Regions from separate parts of the Zea mays genome. Here region 1 is linked to region 2. Evidence: chromatin contacts called from public Hi-C data. All regions are on one chromosome and are shown on one strand. Each heading gives the region's core, a stretch centred on a gene start, on an enhancer-like site or on the middle of the called end of the contact. The rest is flanking DNA. Distances are from core to core; before and after follow the strand shown. Region 1 holds the start of LOC103637325. Region 2 holds the start of LOC103635981 (actin-97).

The links. Hi-C and Micro-C count contacts between places; a contact is called where the count stands out from the background.
Region 1: a Hi-C map of ear shows a contact between it and region 2, with 4 times the contacts expected there. The contact joins the promoter of LOC103637325 here to the promoter of LOC103635981 in region 2. A contact is called at or near these places in 14 of 25 Hi-C or Micro-C datasets (bundle sheath, ear, endosperm and 6 more) and 2 of 3 datasets of contacts at active chromatin or transcription factors (leaf and seedling).

The regions. Positions count from the first base shown.
Region 1 is chr8:138,262,627-138,269,241 of Zm-B73-REFERENCE-NAM-5.0, forward strand. It overlaps LOC103637325, which reads left to right and starts at 4,019. Exons shown (of 16, transcript XM_020543384.2): 1 at 4,019-4,662; 2 at 4,769-4,988; 3 at 5,636-5,937; 4 at 6,366-6,542. The coding sequence starts at 4,427.
Region 2 is chr8:138,091,099-138,098,477 of Zm-B73-REFERENCE-NAM-5.0, forward strand. It overlaps LOC103635981 (actin-97), which reads left to right and starts at 4,707. Exons shown (of 5, transcript XM_008658343.4): 1 at 4,707-5,111; 2 at 5,877-5,946; 3 at 6,016-6,409; 4 at 6,771-7,379. The coding sequence starts at 5,887. It overlaps LOC100191561 (putative actin family protein), which reads left to right. Exons shown (of 5, transcript NM_001406551.1): 5 at 1-8.

The DNA of each region.
Region 1 (6,615 bases), core at 2,769-5,268, 170 kb after region 2:
GGGGGTCGCCCCCTTTTTAAAGGCGACTCTCCCCACTTGCGTCCTAAGCCGTTGCGGACTGAGTCTTCACCAACACGCTTCAAGGTCCTCCCCCTACGACACGGGGGCTGGGTCCCACGCGTCATGCGAGCTGGCCCAGGACAGAAGAAGCCAAACCGCCACGCGCGGAGCGCGTAACTGCCCAGCGGTTACGAGCACACCTCCACTTTCGCCCAGACCAGCGGGTGAAAGGGCGGACCGCCATGCAGGCGGCATGCAACTGCACCAAGGGGACACACCCTTTCGACTTCGACGCGTCCAGCATGGGGCCCAGGCCCACACGTCATGTAACCGGCGCACCGGTTACTACGTGCGAGAAACTGCACCGCCACTTGCGCCAGTACCGCGCCTTCTCGACTGCAGAACCGGTGCCGCGACTCGAGGCAACCCTGCGCATGGCCCCACAGTGCCAACCGAGCACATCGGTCACGGGTCAGTCCGCCGCGGGAGAAGGCGCGATGGTCGATATGGCCAAAAGTGGGTCGGCAGTAATGGCGGTGGCAGGCGGGCGGAATCAGCAGTCAAATCATATGCGGGCTCGCGTCCCCTCCTGGAGTAGCAGGAGAGCCCTCTCCCACGGCGTGAAGATGACGCGCCCGTGTTCCGTTCCTCGAACGACTCGCGCACGCACAATGGCTGCCTCGCCAACCACTCGTCCCGTCACGTTAACTCTGCGGCAGGGCAGGCGACACCTTTGGTAGGCAAAGCGGGTGACGCTTCACCTCTGCCATAATGACCGCGTCAAAAAAGTTGCGCCACGTCGTTCAATTTCGTATCCTTTTCCTCTTCCCCTTTCTCTCTCTTGCTACAGGGTCCGGGAAAGGGGATACTCCGAAAGGGATCCTTCTCCGCGAAGGAAGCGGGCCCCGAGCCCTCCTACTGATCAGAGGTTCGAAGGCTGGCCCCTCGGAAGGTTTCGACAGCCGCCTCAGGCCACTCGGGCTCCGCGCCCACTACTGATCAGGGGTTCGAAGGCTGGCCCCCCGAAGGGTTCGACAGCTGCCTCAAAACACGCAGAGCGAGGGATGACTCTAGGTACGTCCGATACATGGCCGAGGCTCGGGCTACGCTCCCGAGGTACCCTAGGACATTTCCGAGACCGCCAGGAGCGATTCTGTAACGGAATCCCATCAGAGGGAGGCATCGATCCCTCGGACCCTATCAAACGGGACCGGGTCCGGCAAATCACCTGCAGGTACTTTTGGAGCGCGCCTCTGGGCCACTAGCCGACCCTTATCGAACGGGGCACGAGCGTCCACTCGGATCACCCGTTAGCAACTCACTGGAGACACCATGTTCGGCGCCCTTCGAGGGCAGCATGGCGCTTTTCCCCCTCCTCCTTGCGGAAAGGCGACGAAGGGGCGTATGAAAAAGCCGAGTCAGTCCTTGACCGTCCTCTCGCTCTGTGCGGAGGCTCGGGGGCTACTCTCGCAAACCCGGCTCCGGCCAAACCGTTGACGGCGTCAACATACCAGCCCGAGAACTCGGAACCTGACTATGCACCCGGGCTATGACCAGTTCGCATGAGGGAACAATCAGACCGACTGAGGCATCACGAAAGGCATTAAGACCTCGAAGGAGTCAAACCACTCCTCCGAGGCCTCGGGGGCTACACCCGGCGGGTGCGCTCGCGCGCACCCACCGAAACAAAATGCAACCGAGAGAGGCCGGTCCCCTTGCAAAAAAGTGCGACAAAAGCGTCCAAGCGAGTACCAACACTCCCTTCGAGGCTCGGGGGCTACTGTCGGGGACCATAATTAGGGGTACCCCCAAGACTCCTAATCTCAGCTGGTAACCCCCATCAGCACAAAGCTGCAAAGGCCTGATGAGCGCAATTCAGGTCAAGGCTCCGTCCCCTCAAGGGACACGATCTCGCCTCGCCCGAGCCCAGCCTCGGGCAAAGACAGCCGACCCAGGAGGATTCACGTCTCGCCCGAGGGTCCCCTCAAGCAACGGGCACACCTTCGACTCGCCTGAGGCCCAGCTCGGGCAGGCTTCGCGGAGAAGCAACCTTGGCCAGATCGCCTCGCCAGCCGACCGGATCGCAGGAGCATTCAATGCAAGGATCGCCTGACACCTTATCCTGACGCGCGCTCTTCAGTCGACAGAGCCGAAGTGACCACAATCACTTCGCCCCTCCACTGGCTGACCTGACAAGAAAACAGCGCCGCCTGCGCCGCTCCGACTGCTGTGCCACCCGTCAGGGTGAGGCTGACAGCCGTCAAGTCCCTCAGGCGCCATAGGAAGCTTTGCCTCGCCCGACCCCAGGGCTCGGACTCCACCTCGACACCGGAAGACGAACTCCGCCTCGCCCGACCCCAGGGCTCGGACTCAACCTCGACCTCGGACGACGGTCTCCGCCTCGCCCGACCCCAGGGCTCGGACTCAGCCTCGACCTTGGACGACGGTCTCCGCCTCGCCCGACCCCAGGGCTCGGACTCAGCCTCGACCTCGAACGACGGTCTCCGCCTCGCCCGACCCCAGGGCTCGGACTCAGCCTCGACCTCGGACGACGGTCTCCGTCTCGCCCGACCCCAGGGCTCGGACTCAGCCTCGACCTCGGAGGAGCCTCCGCCTCGCCCGACCTTGGGCTCGGACCGACCACGTCGCAGGGGGGCACATCATTACCCTACCCCTAGCTAGCTCAGGCTACGGGGAACAAGACCGGCGTCCCATCTGGCTCGCCCCGGTAAACAAGTAATGATGGCACCCCGCGTGCTCTATGACGACGACGGTTCTCAGCCCCCTACGGAAGCAAGGAGACGTCAGCAAGGACCCGACAACTCCGATAGCTGTGCTACTACAAAGCTCAAGCGCTCCTCCGACGGCCACGACATCACATGAACAGGGCAGCAACACCTCTCCAACAGCCACGACGGCATGTACATAGGACTCTGGCTCCTCCCTGCTAGACACGTTAGCACATTGCTACACCCCCATTGTACACCTGGGCCTTCTCCTTACATCTATAAAAGGAAGGTCTAGGGCCCTCGTACGAGAAGGTGGCCGCGCGGGAGAACGGGCCGACGCACAAGGCTCGCGCTCTCTCTCTCTCCCTCGCGAACGCTTGTAACCCCCTACTGCAAGCGCATCCGCCCTGGGCGCAGGACAACACGAAGCCGCAGTTTCCCCTTACTGTTTTCCCCCTTGTATTCTGTCTCGCGCCGACCCATCTGGGCTGGAACACGCAGCGATAATTTACTCGTCGGTCCAGAGACCCCCTGAGATCGAAACACCGACAAACCTTGAGACCTCAGATCTGTTTTCTAAGTAAAAAGACAACTAAGAGACTATATGATACAACCTAAGTCCCTAAATCATAAATACAGTTATATTCTGTTTGAATGTAGGCATTCACGTGGTGGAATTAAAATTGTCTACGAATACCAAATCTGAGGGGGAATGACAATGATATGCAATACTAATGTTGTGATTTGGATGCGGGATGCAAATGGTAGTTGGTATCGCAGGACGCAGGGTAGCAACCAATTCCAAATCTGGTTTGGGTGTACAAACACTTAACCTTCCTCCCACGCGCACAGAGCACTTAATTGGGGAGGGCGACTTAATTTCTGGTGAAAACCGAGAGGTCATGCTCGGAATTGCGGGCACACATGCACATGTGAAAACAAATGTCATGCAATATTCGCTGGCAATTCTGTGGAGCCAATTTCGACGACGTCTGCTAGTATTGGATCCGACAAATTTCATTTTCTGATTCTAACTTCTAATTCTAACATCCAAACGAGCTGTTAAGAAACAATAAACAATATACATGGAGAGTCATGTATAGACAGGTTCTCCATGAAAAGACTGTCTATGCGAAGAACTCGCCTATTGTAAATCTTTTAATTAACTCATATAGTCATAGACTGAGAGGGACTCTATATTAAAGTGGTGTTTAAATACATTGGATCTAACAGTTAATTGACTAAATATTTGCTAGTAGAATTAGCTAGCTAACTGTTAGCTAATTTGAAAATGTAGCTAATAGCTAGAGTGTTTGTCTTAAACTAATTTTAACAACTAGTAACTAACAGTACCTATACCGAATTGGGCCAATAACAGACTGCGTTGACCAATCCGGCGGCAAAAGTTGACTCCAAATTCCCCTCTCCGCTTCCGTCTCACTCGTAATCGTCCTCCTCTTCCCATTTCTGCTTCCTCCTCACGGGCGTGCGACGACGTCAGCAACCCCGCCGAGTACCCCTCCTTCCCCTCGCAGTCGCCGAGGGAGCAATTCCGCCCCCAATCGGCCGCCTGAACCCTTCTTCCTTCCCTTCCCGCGGCATCCGATGTGCGTTGCCGCCGCCGCCGCGCTCAGATAGCCCAGCCTAGCTGGCGACGACGAGGAGGGGGACCGTAGCCCTAACGATCCGGTCCCCACATGGCGGGGAGCTTTCGCGAGGGCGCGGGGCCGGGGGACACCCACGCTCCCCCGCCCCCGCCCACCCCACCCTTCTTGCAGTTCCTCGCGCTCGACGCGCTCGCCTCCTGGGGCTCCGACCCCAAGCAGCCGCACTGGCGCCACCCCGAGCTCCGCCGGGCGCTCGCCTCCAACGACCAGACCGACGAGCTCAGGCGGATCCGCGCCAGCGTCCAGGACTCCGCGGTCAAGGCCAAGTGCGTACTTTCCCTTTCCTCCCCCCCTTCCCCCTCTGTCTAATATCGCATTGCTGACGCTGGCTGCCGCTCAATTCCGTGCCCCCTTCCTTCCCGGTCCCCGCAGGGAGAAGGTCAGGTCGCTGCACGAGGCCATCCAGAAGCTCGACAAGTACAAGAACATTGTCACACGCAAGCGCCAGCGCGCCACCGAGGCGTCGTCCTCGCCCGACAAGCTCGGGGCTGCCGGTGCCTGCTCCTCGTCCACAGGCGCGCTCAGGATGGGGGCGCAGAACAACTCTGCTGTCTTGAGCAAGCGCGTGCGCTCCTCTCTCGCTGATGCCCGGGTTCGTGTGCTCGGCCCACTCTTCGTCTCAGCTCATAGCCTTTGCGTCACTTATTATTTTCCTTAGTTTGTTTTGGCCACAGCAAATATTCCTGATTTCATTAATGATCGCCATAAGATTCTGGAATCCGGATCATAGTCGTTGAAAAGGTTGTACCTTTTCAGTCTTATAACAGCTAATTATAACTCATGCAAGTGTCCCTAGCTACTCATGTTCTTTTGTCCTTATCAGTGGAAACCGCTAAGATTCCAGAAATCTTGCTCTTGTAAGCTGAGTTGCATGGGGACCTGGTTACCACCCTGTCCTCACCTCATTTTTCACATATAAAGAGCATGCGGGACAAGTGTGGGAAAATGGTGATCTTGGACGGATTCCGAAGTCAACTGATATAGCCTTTTATTCTCACACTCATGTCACTCATAATCCTTACCTAGTCTCATTGTTCTTGGGTCTGGAAACTACAACTCTGGTTGATCTAGTTTCAATGCTACTTCACCTTAAAAAATATGGCCTTCTAATTAATGTGCTTCATGAATGATGCGCTGTTCTGAACTCCAATCACAATTTTTTACCATGATAATATTTTCACATTCTTTATGAATTTCTTCACTTAAAAAGCTTGGTTCTGTTGTTTATACATGTTTCAGGTGGAAGGACGTGGTAGTGTTCCTACAAGGCAAGGCCCTTTGGTTAGTAATGAGAAAAATTCACCTGTGGAGAAGGAAAAGAACAGTACAAGAATATCTGCTATCGTCTCAGGACTTTCTGATGAAAAATTGCGGGGTTTATCTACTGGCAGTGAAGGGTGGGAAAAAAAGATGAAGCGTAGACGCTCTGTTGGAACAATGCTCAGCAGAGGCAGTGATGCTGATCGAGATGTCAAATCCATGGGTCAGCATAGACCAGCCAATGAAGCACGCCCACGATCTAGTGATGGCCTTGGATATAGGTAAAAAATTGTGCTTGCCATTATTTTTTGTTCCTTGAGAGTTAGAACTTTGTTTCTGGTTGCTGACTCTCTGAAATGATCGTCTCTGATTGATCATCATGCTGAACTAAAGCATGTAATCTTGGGAAAACTTAAACATTGAGAAGATATGTGTGATATGCTCACAAATTGATATCATCTGCTACCTTGAAATAGAGATATAGGGTCCAGCATCAGCGAGTAGAATGATACTACATTATTACTGCACGTGCGTCATCAGAAAGGTGGTGTTTGGCAGCTTGTGTTTCTAGCTCTTCCTTGGGCTATTCTCTGATCAGCATGTTTTTTTGTTGTTTGCAACCTGAATCCTCTTCCATCACTATATTTGGAAATCTTCTTTGCCTCGGTATCCATGTTAGAGCTCATCTTTCTTAATTCTCACATCGCAGACATGGAGTTTCTGCTGGAGCACTAGCAGGTAACAAGTTGGATGGCACTTCTCAGCAGAACAACATTGTATCCTGCATTCTGCCCAAGTCAGATGTCGATTATGTGGCTCAGCCAAATGAAAGAAGAGAACGCCATGCTGGAGTTGAAAAGGAAAGGACTACAGTAAAAGGAAACAAGTAAGCTAAGATACTTCTGTTGTCCTGATAAGCCACGTTTTTTCTTTGCTACATATATGTGAAAGGGTATTGC
Region 2 (7,379 bases), core at 3,457-5,956:
ACACTGTAGATTGCATTGTTCACAGAGTAGAGTTTGAATATGGGGATGTGGATGAGTAAGCTGCTGCCAATTGTGAAGACTTGGAATATAAACAGTGACGTAGTGCAGATATTTGACAACCGGTGGTTACACAACAATGGTAGCCTAGTTTGGATTTTTTTAACAACCAGAAAACAAGTGTTAGAAGAGTAGCCTCTGCTGCATTTTATGTCAAGTACTACCACCATTTTTTATTTGACGCTGGTTAGTGCAATTTTACTACACCATTTTTTTATTTGACGCTGGTTAGTGCAATTTTGTACTAAGAAACGTCAAGTATAAAAAAATCAGAGGGAGAACCGAAGTATTAGCTGACAGTCTGAGGTTTTCAGGACACTCGAGGATACGATTTGCAGCTCCGAATTTGACAAAATCTCACATTGGAACACTGTTCCCTGTCCGTGTCTACTTACAGCGTTGGTTGAATACTTGAAACAAATCATCATACACATGAGCCCTGGAATCTGCTTGCTCACAAGATTTGGCAGGACTAGCCTAACCTATACTTTTGGTACAAAATTTTTCTTCTGCTTCAGCCTGTAGAATACAGATGCATTCAGAATAAATGTTCAGTCCACAGTTTCAACGGATCAGTTCAATCCAGAAACAGACCCTCGAAGATAGCCTAAAACTACCCATGCGGAATCTAAACGAGCTAGTGAAATTCTAATTTCACTGTCACAGTCCGGTGCATGTCATACATATATGAACCTGACAATAGTTTTTAAAACGAGGAGTTTTGGGAGAAAATAGAAAAACCGGAGTTTTGGGAGAAAATAGAAAAACCGGAGTTATGGGAGGGAAATAGCAAAATCGATCGGTGTCCAAAAATTGTGAAAATTAACACAAAAACATCTTAAAGAAGGTTCACACCAAATTTTACTTCCAAAATCAAAAAAGTTTGAATGCTGGGCACCTGATGTGTCCGATATGCACGAGGGGTAGCTATAATTTTCAAGAAAAAAAATTCACTTACGGTTTAAATCAATTCCGATCATTATTTAAAATTTTGCAGTGTACTGCTCTTAGAGCATCAGCACCCAAAACTTACTAGAACTCCATCGACCTCAAAACCCATCTCTAGAAAAATGATACATCAACCTCTGAAAATCGCTATGAAGGTTGATATTTTTTCGTGGTGCTTGTGGTAAATCTGCCCAAATTCACGTGGCACGAATGTTCATCAAATGTCTTTTCAAGTACCTAAACAATCAAACCAATCCCAAAATGCTAAAACTCAAAATCCAAAGAAACAATCAAAGAAGGAAAAACCAAATACAATCAAAACAAGAGATCAAGTGACATGATTTTAGAGGACAAATTTGTTTATTGCTTGAAATCAACTTTGCATAGGGTATAGTCTTACACATATGCGAGGATTATATAGGTCCAGTTTCCATATTTGGATCTCTCTTAGAGGACAAGTTTGAATTATAAAACTAAATACTGCCTAAGCACTTTGAAAGGGAAATGACTTTAACATTTCCTATAATCGATTTTGGTGTTTGACGACCATCACAAACCTTATGTACTAACTAGTTTGTCTAGTTGATCATTTCTCAGGTGAATAAGTTTATCTATAATTATTCTAAGTCGATTGTCCGGAATACCGTAGATTATTCCAGACAGGAGAAGCTTTTTGGAAAAACACATATGTGCAGACCGTTCGGGCCCTTGCGGCGGACCGTCCGCGACAATAGGGTGAGCCTCGGACAGGAACTCTGCAAAAACATATGTTAACACTACGGACCGTCCGAAGGAGAAGCGAGCACCGTCCGGGACTAGGCGCGGACCGTCCAACCTCAAGCGCGGACCGTCCGGTCGTTGTAAAATTAGAAAACCCCGAAGGTGACGGGTTCGGTAAAATTCATTTTTAGCGTCCCCGCGGACAGTCCGGGGTGCACAGCTGGACCGTCCGCGACTGCTCTGTCTGACAATCTGACGACATATTTAATGCACTTATAGTCGTTGATATAGTCATTATTGCTGACCGTTGCGATTTCAGCCGTTGATGTACAAGGGCGGACCCTCCGCGTTCAGCAGAATTGGAGCAACGACTATAAAATGGTTGGAGACTATAAATACAACCCCAACCACCTCCATTCACTTAATCCAAGCCTCTCATTCACTCTCATTCAATACAAGAGCATTCACTTCAACCAAAGACACATTCAAGGTTCCAAATCTTTTCAAGTTCCATAATTGTGTCTAGTGATCAATAGCGATTAGTGACTTGAGAGAGTGTGATTTTGTGTCCTTTCTTATTGCTTGGCTTTTAATCGTGCTTTCTTCATCTCTCTCTAAACATTCTAAGTGATTTGTAAAGCAAGCAAGAGACACCTAATTGTGTTGTGATCCTTGCGGGGTCTTAGTGACCAGTGTGATTAAGAAGAAGCACTCGATCGGTCTAAGTGATCGGTTGAGAGAGGGGAAGGGTTGAAATAGACCCGACCTTTGTGCCATCCTCAACGAGAAGTAGGTTCTTTGGAACCAAACCTCGGGAAACAAATCACCGTGTTCATTTGTGTTGATCTTCATCACTCGATTTGTTTCTTCCCTCTCCTTGCTTTCTAAAGTTCTTGGCCCAGCGGCAACTCCTAGGGAGGCGATTTGAGCTGAGGAGGGGAGGACACTGCCGTGTGATCCATGATGCTGGGCGAGTTCTCGCCTAGGCTCCCCACCCGGGGGAAGTGACCTCCCATGGTATTGGCTGCAAGGCATTCCTGACTAGGGTCGCAGCTTGCCTCGCTAGGTAGGGACATGAGTCCGTTTTTTGACCCTGACAAGAGGATATCCAGGAACGAGTCCTGGACGCAGTCCAGTACTCCCACTACCTCAGTACAATTGGGTGGTGGCGAGCCGTGCGACCCATGGTACTCTTGAGGTGGGTCGAGTAGGAGGTCGCCGAGACTTCCAGCTACGTCGAGGAAGTCGCTTGCCAAGGGAGACTAGGCTTCTGAGGCCCTCGTCATCTCTCCTTTTTTGACGACAAAATCCAAACTCTCGAAGCGAATGTCCGTCCCTGGAGTCCAGACCGCGCCACTATCGTTGCTAGCCATCCGGAGCTTGGATGATCTTGTCGCGGAACGCGCAAGTCCCCTACCTGGCGTGCCAACTATCGGTGTTTCGTACCTTGCTCCAACAAGTAATTTTTTGTGCGCGTTCCGGGCTTTAGAGGGTGTGCACGGATGGCGCAAGATTTATACTGGTTTGGGCAGAATGTCCCTACTTCTAGTCATTGGTGGCTTGCGCTACCGACACCATTAATGATAAAACTCGTAGTAGGAGTTACAAGTAGTCGAGAGAGGGAGGAGAGGCTCCCAAATATCTTATCAAGGTGGAAGTGGAGCTTAAAGCTACAAGGTTGAGTCCTAGCTAAGTCTTGGCTTGGCGGGGCTCCAACCTCCTGGTCCTCGTCGGCGCTCCTCCTCTTGTTTGTCCTTGTGGGTTCTTCTCCGTTTGAAGGTGTTCGGTTGCCTCTCTGTCCCCTCGCCTTGAGGCGAGCCTCACCCTTTCATAGGCCGGGAGAGGGGTCGAGCGGTGTCTTCTCTGGGAAGGAGTCATATTGGTTTACCCCGGGTGAGACCACACGTACTCGCGGGGCCTGGGGCTGCCTGGCTATCGCACATTTATCGTGGTGTATGACATGAGGGCGACGATGGTCTCATGCACCATCATTCGGGCTATGCTAAGCCTTGGCTACCGTAGCCTGGGGCTTGACGCGGCCCGTCGTGTTGTGCCCCGTGGGAGGTCTGCGCACTCAGGCCTAGTCCGATAGGTCATAAGTGCGCCGCAGGCCGAGGGGAGGGCTTGCCATTAATACACCGGAGTCCAGGGGTTCGTAGGTCATGAGCGCTATGCGACCCGATGGCTCCGTAGGTCATGAGTGGGAAGCGGACCAGTGCCCACATTGTGGCTCGGTGCTAGGCATGGTTAATGCAGTCAGTCATTTATGGTAGGTCAGTCTGGCGGTGGGCACATGATCCACTCAAGTGGTTCCCTTCTGACATGCCCATCCCCCCTTGTTAAGCTCCGCCACGCCCGACCCTGAGCTCGGTGGCACGGGGTTCGACCAGGGGCGGGTCCTTCCAGGGCTGGTACACCTGCCTTTTTTGACTGACTAATGGGCCCCAGGGATCGGGGGCTCTTTCCTAAGTACGCTCACTGACCGCTGGGTCCCAAGGACCGAGGATCATTTCCCCGACAAAACATATAGTCCATATACCAAATATTAAACATACAAGAAAAACATTTCATTTTATCTTAACTAAAAGGCCAAACATGGTATGAGTTAAAAAGGAGCACAATTCTTTTAGCTAGCAGGATGTTACTACATGAGAGTGCTATGTTGCGTGAGGCCTCTTATCGTGTTGGGATTGAGTGGTTTCTCACAACCAATCTATAAAGTAACGACCCACTCATAAACAAGAAGGAGAGAAAGATGAATAGACCTACACACTGTCGTGTTGGGTGAGTTAACAAACGAGAGGTGAGGGATAGAGTTATAAAGGCATGTTTGGATCGTAGCCTCACTTGCCATACTTTGCCTAACATTTCTGCTTAAGTTTAGTTCTTCAATTCGAACGACTAACCTTAGGCAAAGTGTGACATAGTTAGCCACGAACCAAACAGGCCCTAAATGTGTGCTTCGCATGTGACGCAGAAGTGAGGGAAGAGGGAAACAAATATCCATTTCACGCGTGAGGCAGGAATACCTAGAGAAAGATACATCATTTTTAAGACACCTTGTTAATGTATGTGCTGGCCACAAGCAAGTCCAGACGAGTGCACTATTTTTTCCTTAAAAAAATACTCCATTCGTTTTAAATTATAATTCGTTTAACTTTTCAGTCCAAATTTGATCGGCTCATTTTATTTAAAAAATTCATAATTATTCGGAATGAGTATTTTAGACTAGCCGTCGATGCATATACCACCTGCATTCCCCTTTCGTCCACTGCATTTTATCCTTCCTGGTGCTCTGTCCACCTCTCTCGCTCTGGGCCGCCGCCGCCGCCCTAAGCCACGTGCTGAGGCTTTCGTTGGTCTCTTCGCCGGCGACGAGCACCCAGGTACTCCCTCTTCTTCTCTTCCCTTCGTGCTGTGCGAAGTCCTTTGTGGGGCGACACGGGCGGAGTCCGCGCTGCCGCCGCAAGAGTTCGCTCGCCTCGCTCCTCCCAACCTCGCCGTCGCCTGGGCGCCGGTCCAAGGATGGCGGCGGCGATGCCTCTCTGCTTTCCTCGCGCGTTCTCCCCCCAAGCGTGCTTGTCTCCTCGTGCCTGCGCCAGCTAGGACGCTTCCCTGGACAAGCTGCCGTCGTCGTCGCTGTCTCTTGCGTGGACGATGTCCTGCCGGACGGCGACTCAGCGGTGGCGCCGGCCTCGATCTGGTGCGGTATGGCCGGATCCGTGGCGTGGTGTGCTGTGGGTGAAGATCCACTTGCCAGGGGCACGGATCCGCACTCCATGAGTCCGGATCTGCACTCCTTGGAGGTGGTGAGGTGATTCACCGGCAACAACAGCGGTGACATCTCGACGCACGCGGGTGGCGGTGCTATGGCACCCTCCTAGCTCCGAAAGTCTTTGTAAAAAAAATTAAAACATAAAAATAAAAATATTGGGTGCCCCTTTACTGGGCTTGCCCCTGAATGTGATGTTGCAAATTTCAGATGCATCAGAAACTGTTGTCCTTGTGCGAACTTTTCTGTATAAATTGAATTTACCGCTCTCAGTTAGCATGCACATTCAAATCCACTGTTCCTTTTCAACCACATAGTGAACCAAAACACTCTCATCACTGAGCGATATATGATTCTATCCATATGCCACTTGCAGCAGTTCTGTAGAAATGGCTGATGGTGAGGACATCCAGCCTCTTGTCTGCGACAATGGCACTGGAATGGTCAAGGTCAGCCCCCGTCCCTGACTTTGACAACCTTTACTTCCAAATATGCCACTAATTATGTCTGTCTTTTAGGCTGGTTTTGCTGGCGATGATGCACCAAGGGCGGTTTTCCCTAGCATTGTTGGCCGTCCTCGCCACACTGGTGTCATGGTAGGGATGGGACAGAAGGACGCATATGTTGGCGATGAGGCACAGTCCAAGAGAGGTATTCTTACGCTCAAGTACCCGATTGAGCACGGTATTGTGAGCAACTGGGATGACATGGAGAAAATCTGGCATCATACTTTCTACAACGAGCTTCGTGTTGCCCCAGAGGAGCACCCTGTGTTGCTCACCGAGGCTCCTTTGAACCCAAAGGCCAACAGGGAGAAGATGACCCAAATTATGTTTGAGACTTTCAATGTTCCTGCCATGTATGTTGCAATCCAAGCGGTGCTCTCACTCTATGCTAGTGGGCGTACTACTGGTATGACCTGATCCTTCCTTTAGTTTGGCGTTGATTCAGTTTCATAGTTCTAGCTAGCATCATCTCTTTGATCCCAATATGCTGTTGTCAACTGTTTATCTGAGGCTATTGTCAAGGTCATACGAAGCCACCTCATCATTATCTTCTATTCTTGCTCATGAGTCATGAGATTGCACAACTCAGATACACTGCATGTGTGTTTACCACCTCAGTCTGTATGTTGATATGAATTCAGTAAAAAAATAAGTATAATATATCAAGAATAAAATATGGAAGTTAAACTTAATTGTTTACATGGTGTGGCTGAAGTTTCCTCTTTTTCTTTTTTTTCCCTTATCTTGTTTACTTTCTCAATCTACAGGTATTGTACTCGACTCTGGTGATGGTGTGAGCCACACTGTGCCCATTTACGAAGGATATGCCCTTCCTCATGCCATTCTTCGTTTGGATCTTGCTGGTCGGGACCTCACAGACTCCCTCATGAAAATTCTCACTGAGAGGGGTTACTCCTTCACAACCTCAGCCGAGCGAGAAATTGTAAGGGACATCAAGGAGAAGCTAGCATATATAGCCCTTGACTATGAGCAAGAGTTGGAAACTGCCAAGAACAGCTCTTCAGTTGAAAAGAGCTATGAGCTACCTGATGGACAAGTAATCACCATTGGTGCAGAGAGATTCAGGTGCCCTGAGGTCCTCTTCCAGCCGTCGATGATTGGTATGGAGGCTGCTGGAATCCATGAGACAACATACAATTCAATCATGAAGTGTGACGTGGATATCAGGAAGGACCTCTATGGTAACATTGTGCTCAGTGGTGGTTCGACTATGTTCCCGGGTATCGCTGATCGTATGAGCAAGGAGATCACTTCCCTTGCACCAAGCAGCATGAAGATCAAGGTCGTTGCACCGCCTGAGAGGAAGTACAGTGTCTGGATAGGAGGGTCGATCCTAGCCTCGCTCAGCACTTTCC